2 separate regions of the Mus musculus genome follow, and region 1 is linked to region 2. Evidence: chromatin contacts called from public Micro-C data. All regions are on one chromosome and are shown on one strand. The core of a region is the stretch at or near the end of the contact, and the rest is flanking DNA. Distances in the headings are between cores, read along the strand shown.

The links. Hi-C and Micro-C count contacts between places; a contact is called where the count stands out from the background.
Region 1: a Micro-C map of trophoblast stem cells shows a contact between it and region 2, with 4 times the contacts expected there. A contact is called at or near these places in 3 of 484 Hi-C or Micro-C datasets (bone marrow-derived macrophages, embryonic fibroblasts and trophoblast stem cells) and 6 of 130 datasets of targeted methods (the NIH/3T3 cell line, embryonic fibroblasts, embryonic stem cells and 2 more).

The regions. Positions count from the first base shown.
Region 1 is chr19:9,106,055-9,109,899 of GRCm38.p6, reverse strand. No RefSeq gene overlaps it. Among named protein-coding and RNA genes, the nearest start is that of Gm41805, 8.2 kb to the right of the region's middle.
Region 2 is chr19:9,026,609-9,030,559 of GRCm38.p6, reverse strand. It overlaps a transcript of Ahnak not described here. Among named protein-coding and RNA genes, the nearest start is that of Ahnak, 39 kb to the right of the region's middle.

The sequences.
Region 1 (3,845 bases), core at 1,335-3,834, 79 kb before region 2:
AAATAAATAAATAAATAAATAAATAAACTCTCTGACTTGCTCCTTGTCACAGCGGGGAAAGTGGGGTATGCATCCCTGTCATCAGAGATGGAGGGTGAGGGAGGCTGGATGGGGTTACCCCTCCCAGACCTCCCGTCTGTCAACATTGCACAAAATCCTCACAGTGTTTAGATTCTGTAGCTATTCTGGGGCAACAGGGAGCTACCCCCACAAACCACAGGTGTCCTGCTCCCTGAGAGGAGTGAGGGCCAGCAGAAATCAGAGGCAACCCAGGTCAGGAATGGAGCAGGGAGGATGTTTGGGCCATCAACAGGACTGGGACAGGTGGGTGTGGTTTATGGGTGTCATTTGTGTGACTCCTTCCACAGCTTAAATGCCACATTCAGACATCCAGGGAGAGTTGAGCCATAGTGAGTTCTGTGTCCCAAGGAGTCAGAAATGTGAAAAGAAAACTCAGGCATCCAGACCTTTGGCAGGGGTGGGAGTGTGGAGCTAAAGAGAGTCCCTCGGGGCATGTTAAATGTGTTTATGTCAACTTCCCCATTCACAAGTCCTGTGGCCCCCAGCCAGATGTCATCCAGATCTAGGGGCAGCCCAAAAGCATTCTGGGTCAGAGGTTGGGAAAACCAACATATCCTAATAACTTTATCCTTCAAATTCTGCTTTTCATCAACCCAATATTAAAATGAAATTGGGTTTTCAGAACCAAAGCTCCTGACTTCTGTACAGAGTCTAGAAAGTAACATGATTAGATTGATAAATAAAACAAGTGTGGATGAGAACTTAACATCATCTCAGATTTAACATCTACTATGCTCTTACCGGCACTTTGTAGATTCTATACAGAACTCAGGAACTTGGGTTCTGAGGTTATAATTTGGTGCCAAGAAGAAAAGAGGTTGGAGGCAGGTACAATGACACACAGCTATATTCCCAGCACTTGGTAAAGCAGGAGGCTCTGGAGTTTCAGGGGTGACCTCAGCCATATAAGGAGTTTGAGGCCAGCCTGGGCTATATGAGACCCTGTCAAATAAAAACAATAGTTTGAGTCTTCTCATCCTAGAAGGCTCAATAGTCACCACTTAGTACCTAGGGCAGGTCCCCAATGCTTTTTTTTTATGCAGGGTGATCTGTCTGCCTGCATATCTACATGCCAGAAGAGGGCATCGGCTCCCTTTATAGATGGTCATAGGCCACCACTATCTGGTTGCTGAGAATTGAACTCAGGACCTCTGGAAGGATTTTTAATTATTTTTCTTTTAATATAAGGAGTGCTCTGTCTGCATGTATACCTACATGCCAGAAGGGGACAGGTCCTGGATTCTCAAAGGTCAGCAGTCTTTCATTAAGTATTTTTAAGAGAAAAATGACCTGCAACAAAGTAGCTGCTTGAAAAATGGCTCAGAGGGGAAAAGCTTGATGTTCAAGCAAGAAGTCCTGAGTTCTTATCTCTCCGGCACCTGTGTAAAAAAAATCCATGGGTTGTGTTACAGACATGTAATGCCAAACCTGGGAAGCAGAAACAAAAAAGGTCCCAAGGGCCTCTGGCAACCAGTCTAGCCAAAATGTCAATCTCTGTGTTCAATGAGAGACCCTGCCTCAAAAATCAAGATGGAAAGTAATAGGGAAGGGTCCTCAGCATCGACCTACACACTTATCCTACAGTTCTCCCAAAATGAGACCAGACATGCTAAAGTGTGTGTGTGTGTGTGTGTGTGTGTGTGTGTAACTTTTTAAAACTTGTATGTGTTTGAATGGTTTGCAAGTGTGTATGTATTCACATCACATGTGCCTGCTGCCCACATGAGTCAGAAAAGAATTTTAGTTACACCATTTTGGAGGGGCCCTGGAAACTGAACCCAGATTTTCTGCAAGAGAAGCCTGTGCTCTTAACCACTGAGCCATCTTTCCAGCCCCATGAAACTCTCTTAGTCAATATTCTCTACCTTTCCATGTCAGTAAACTGTCATATAATATTCTGTCCTCATTCAACTATGCCCATCTTTCCTTACAATGGGGCTATCTATTTTCACCACCTTTCTTTTCTAGGGTGACAGACGTGTATAGAATCCTGTGCCCGTGGTGTGATACTTTCTCCACTGGTCAGGTTCCTCAGATGGTTGGGAGAGATTCGTGACTGAAGACCACAGCCCAGGGATACTTGCTGGCTGTGTGCCAAGTAGACTATTGCCAATAGACATGCCAGCTCCTGAGCATTTCTGGACCGTGACCTAAACCTGAGCAACACTGGGCCATGACATGGGCCCTAGGCAGAAGACTGGACAGGGAACTATGGGCTGTGCCAAAGCACAGGCCCCACCCAGAGTTTGGCTAGGGTGAGAAGAGCAGGTGAGACTAGGTTCACCCTGTGCTGCTCACAGGAAAGGGCTTGCCCACCCCCTTCCTGCCCAGGTCACTTCCCCTCCTACAAAGGGTCTGTTTGTTGTTCTTCCTAACTCCTCTTACCTCCAACCTTTCCCAGGGCCCCCCTCTTCCCAACACAATAGCCAGGCCACCCCAGTGTATCAAAGTCAAAGGGCATTTTCAGAAGTGTTTACAAACCAGTGCAGCTGTACACCTCTCACTGCAAACCCAAGAGTATTTACCTTGGGCTAAGGATCTGTGGTTCTGCTGACCTTCCAGTACAGCCTAGCACTCCCTGCCCCATGCAGATCCCCAGGGACTGGAACTTCTGAACCCCCGGCCTTCCAGTCAGAAACCAAGTATTTAATCTTAAAAGCAAGAAAGAAGAGGGCCAAGTTTTCCTTCCTCCGGGCTTGTCCAGGCCCCTCCTCTGCACCCACTGAGTGAGGTGTGGGCCCCACATACCTTTGGGCTGACTTCATCCTGATCCAGCCTGTCTGTCCTGAGCCTCCCCAGTCCTGGCCATTTCATCTTTATCTCTAACATAGATCATGCAGATATCACACCACAGATGCCTCATGACTAAAACGTGTGCTACTTTCCCAAGCCCTTTCCCACCCTGTCCCTGTGGTAGTACAAATTCCAACATATTTGCTGTCTGCTCTCAACATATTTGTTGTTCTACCCAGAAAGGGTCGGGACCTTGGGTGGGGCACTGTCACTTGGGTAAAGCCACCTCTTCCTGCCCCCATCTCTGCCTCCAGGTTCCCAACAGAGTTGGAACTTGAAAATGTGCTGCAGAAACTGGCTGCTTGGCCTGTGGGGGCAGTTCCTCTGCTTTCAAACTTGCAGAGGAATAGACCCATGTCCTGACCAACTTTTCAGTGGACCCCTGGCAAGGGCTTCACTGTGTTTGACAAAAGTGATGTCAGCCCTGGTTCCTATCTATAACCACCATGGCTATTGCTCTACCACCTCCCCACATGGCCAGCCCCAGCCCCAGCCCCAGCCTCCACAGGGACGTCCATGCCAGGGAAGGGGCCAGTGCAAAACAACCCAGCCGCTCTAACACTCAGCAGACATCCTGCGCCTCACCAGGGCAATTCTCAGAACACTGTGCAGTCAGCCTCAGGAGAGCTGCCTAGCTCAGAGGCCTGGCACACACGGGACCAGACCTTCAGACCCTTTAGTGCTGTTAGGGCTCTGAGGCTGCACCACACACAAGCCAGCTTCTGAGTCCACCTCTGTTTCAAGGCTTCCTGGGAGTCACATGGGAGGCAGCTGTGTCCAAGCCTCAGAGAAGCAGCCTGAGGAATGAGGAAACCCCACCTTCTTTCTTGGAATCTGTGCTTCTCAGCCGGTCTGTCACTAGACCTCCCAGGATCCTCACTCTGAAAGACCGAAGACTGGTAGTACCCTCTCCAGTGCTGTAATGGCCAATTACTTACTGCATGGGAAATCCCTAGATACCACGCAGCATG
Region 2 (3,951 bases), core at 1,285-3,784:
TAACATGCCAGGTGCCTGCCTCTTGTTTGGAACCTTACTGACGGAATACTCTTCCACTCCCCCCACAGCAGCTACCAGTAGCCCACCATTCTCAGAGTTTAGGTCTTCACTTTCTGTGTCTCCAAGCTCTGCCTGACCTCCTGTCTACCCATATGTCATTCTGGAAGCTGGAATGGTGCAGACCTGGGGAATGCCACCAACAGTCTGCAGACCATCCCTGACCACAGCTGAATTCACACCCTAACAGCTCAAGGGAAGCGGCTGGCCTGCAGAAACCTCAACAATAGCTCAGAGAAGAAGAATAAAAATAAGAATAAAAACAGCCCTGGGTTTGTTGTTCATCTTCTGTTTATTTATGTTTGCTCTCACCCTGAATTTTGGAAAATGCACTGAGACTACCCAGCAAAAGACAGAAGGAAAACAGGTGTCCCTATTGCTGATGGGAACTGTATGCAGTGATAAGACAGGGCCATTGTGACCTACAGAATTTCTGCCAAGTGCTGGGTGCCACATGCCAGGTGCCTGGCATTATGCCTGAAATAAAATAATAAATAAGAATACAGCATCCCTCCCTCACAGGGTTGACAGTCTAATTCCGGAGAGAGACTGACAAGCAGTCTCTCACTGATAACTAAATGTAAGTAGCATTGAGACCAGAAAACTAAAGTAATGAGAGCATAGAATAGTTGGGAAAGAGAGAGGATTCCAGGCAGGCTTCCAGGAGGAAATGCCCCTTAGGCTAAAACCCAAGGGTGAGAAAAGAGAAGGCTGCATCAAAGCCAGAGGGCTGCTGAGAGTGACTGGCAAGGCCAATCATGACCTCGCAGAAACTGACAACCATTGCAGTAAACAGTAGAGAGGAGCCTGGGGGTCAAGGGTTCCCCAGGTCTTGATGAGGTATGGGCAAGCTGAGGTACCTCCACGAGGCTTCCCTCTCTGCGTAAACCAACAGTCAGGCCGTCCCACCACAGCATTCTCATCCAAATTTTTTGTTTTGGTTTTTGAGACGGGGTATCACTATGTGGCGCTGGCTGTCCTGGAACTCGCTGTGTAGCTCTGATTGCCCGCAGACTCTCAGAGATCCACCTGCCTCTGCTTCCTGATTAATCAGCTGGAATCAAAGGTATGTGCCACCCTACCCCACAAAGATTGTTTTTAAATGGGTATGTGTATCTGTGAGTATATGCCACATGAGTTCAGATACCCAAGGAGGCCAGAAGAGAAAGTCAGATCCCCTGGAGCTGGAGTAGCAAATGAATGTCAGCTACCCAATGTAGGTGCTGCGAATCAAACTTTGGTCCTCCCAAAGATCCGGAGTCACTCTTAGCCACTAAGTTCTCTCTCCAGCCACCCTACCTCTACTGGCTAGTTTGTGTCAACTTGACACAGGCTGGAGTTATCACAGAGAAAGGAGCTTCAGTTGGGGAAATGCCTCCATGAGATCCAACTGTAAGGCATTTTCTCAATTAGTGATCAAGGGGGAAAGGCCCCTTGTGGGTGGGACCATCTCTGGGCTGGTAGTCTTGGGTTCTATAAGAGAGCAGGCTGAGCAAGCCAGGGGAAACAAGCCAGTAAGGAATATCCCTCCATGGCCTCTGCATCAGCTCCTGCTTCCTGACCTGCTTGAGTCCCAGTCCTGACTTCCTTGGTGATGAACAGCAGTATGGAAGTGTAAGCCAGATAAACCCTTTCCTCGCCAACTTGCCTCTTGGTCATGATGTTTGTGCAGGAATAGAAACCCTAAGACACCACCCCATCCAACTTATAAATCTTTCTAGTGAATATTAAATCAGTGCTAGAAAATACACTCCAAGTTCAATCCGCTGTCAGGGCACAGTGGATAAAAGACAAGCCACGACCCCATGTTGTTCCCTGTACTCATTCCTGTGACCAGCAAACCCTATCAAAGGTTTTCCATGGTTATGTAACAAGAACCTGACAAGTGACACACAGGATCCAACCGTTTCCTCTCTGGAAACAAGGAAAGGGAGTGTTTGCAGAACATGTAGTACAGGGCTTTGTACCTGGGAGACTGGCAAGGCCTGGAATGGCCATCCAGGGGCAAGAGTCTGGCTAATCCAAAGCACTTATTTCCTTCTGATAATCTGTAATCTGTAATTTCCCACTTTTAAGGGTAGTAATTACTCCAAACAAAGAGCAGTAACCAAAAACAGTGGTTAAAGGGAGTGGCTTTTTTTTTTTCCTCTAAAAGAGATCTGCAGCTCAGTTAAAGAAAAAATAAAAACCTTAGTTCAAAGCTTGTCTATTAGATTCAATAGGAAAATAGTTTGAAGGAAAATATGGTGTGCAAACAGGAAAAAAAAAGTGGAAGCCTACCCACACCAGGCCCCCACCCCCTACAGTGAATTTGCCCTACCTGACCCACCTTACTCCTACAGCTAAATTCCTAGAATTTATTTTCTAGGAATTTAGACAATTCAGATTGGCTGCCTCCACTCTCTCACCTGACATCCCTATCTGCCTGAAGGGCCCACTTGAAATTCAAGTGGCGAGCCAGACTCGCAGGCTTGCAAATAGAAAATGCACTGTCATTCTTCTCCCTGGCTTTTCACATTCCAGTCCTCCCCACGGCCTGGCTGCCTGAGCAAGGGGACAGAGCACCGGCTGCCTGGCAGCTGTGTATCCTGGAAGAGACGGCACACACAGGAAAAAACACACAGAGCAGGCTATACTGCATGGCTGAAAAAAAAAATCAAAGCCTTCCACTTTGGGTGGACAGGAGTAGTGAGCTTTAAGCTGAAGCTCCTTCCTCGGGGAGGGTACCAAGTGCCCCACACTGCAGTCCCATGTGACTACAGCTCAGTAAGGGCTGCCAGATTCCAGGAGATGGATGGATGGATGGACCTTAAATAGTCACCAGGAGGGTGACTTCTTGTGTAGCCCAGGCTGTCCTGGAATAAAGCCGTCAATGGGAGGATGACCTTGAACTTTAGATTCTCCTGGGTCCACCTCCTCCATTCTCCTGGGTCCACCTCCTGAGTTCTGTTTAGATTCTCCTGGGTCCACCTCCTGAGTTCTGGGGTTTCAGTTGTGTGCCACCACACCAGGCTTATGATATGGCAAGTCCAGGACTTGCTACATTCCCAGCCCACACACACAAGTCCTGTTTTTATTATTACTTGTGTGTACTTGTATCTGTGTGCATGTTTATGCATGTGCACGTGTGTGTATGTGTGTACAAGACTATGCCCATGCATGTGAAGGCCAGAGGCCAAAGTCACCTGTCTTTCTCTATCATTGTCCACCTGTTCTTTTACTTGATCTGGCTCACCAATGGGCTAGACTGTCAGGCCAGAGAGCTCTGGGAGCTCTCTATCCCCACCCCATCTCCCAGTGATAGGGTTACAGACCAGAATACCATGCCCACCTTTCGCCTCAATTCTGGACACCAGAACTCAAGTCCTCACGTACGAGAGCAAGAGCTTAAGTACCAAACCATGTCCCCAGCCCTCTTTTAAATACCAGCATTCAAAAGTGCAAACCTAAGATGCCGTCATATACAAAGTCATCTTTTAGGCAAAGTCTGTATAAAGCAGAGAGTTGGGGCTGATGCCGCATTTTAGAAATGAAGGTCCCACCGGGTAAGGGGTAGGCCCCAGAGGCAACATGTGACCCACGTACAGCAGCTTCCAGCTGGTCTCTGCTGGTCTTTTTTCTGTGATTGCCCAGTATCATATGCCCAGTCTTGTTTGGCCATCAGCCTGGCTCATTACTTCACACCAGCCTGGTCTAAATAGATAAAAATCTGCCTAGGAACTGTGGCAGAACTTGGATTAGTTCCAGGATTGGCTGGTTGGCTGAAAGTGGCTACAATTACTCCCAGAGACTGGGATCCCTTGTTTCCTGGACACTAACAGCTGAATTGGTGAATTGGGGTAGGGGGCGGGGGTGTCAGATCATTTGATTTGGGGTCAGAGCAAAAATTTTGCC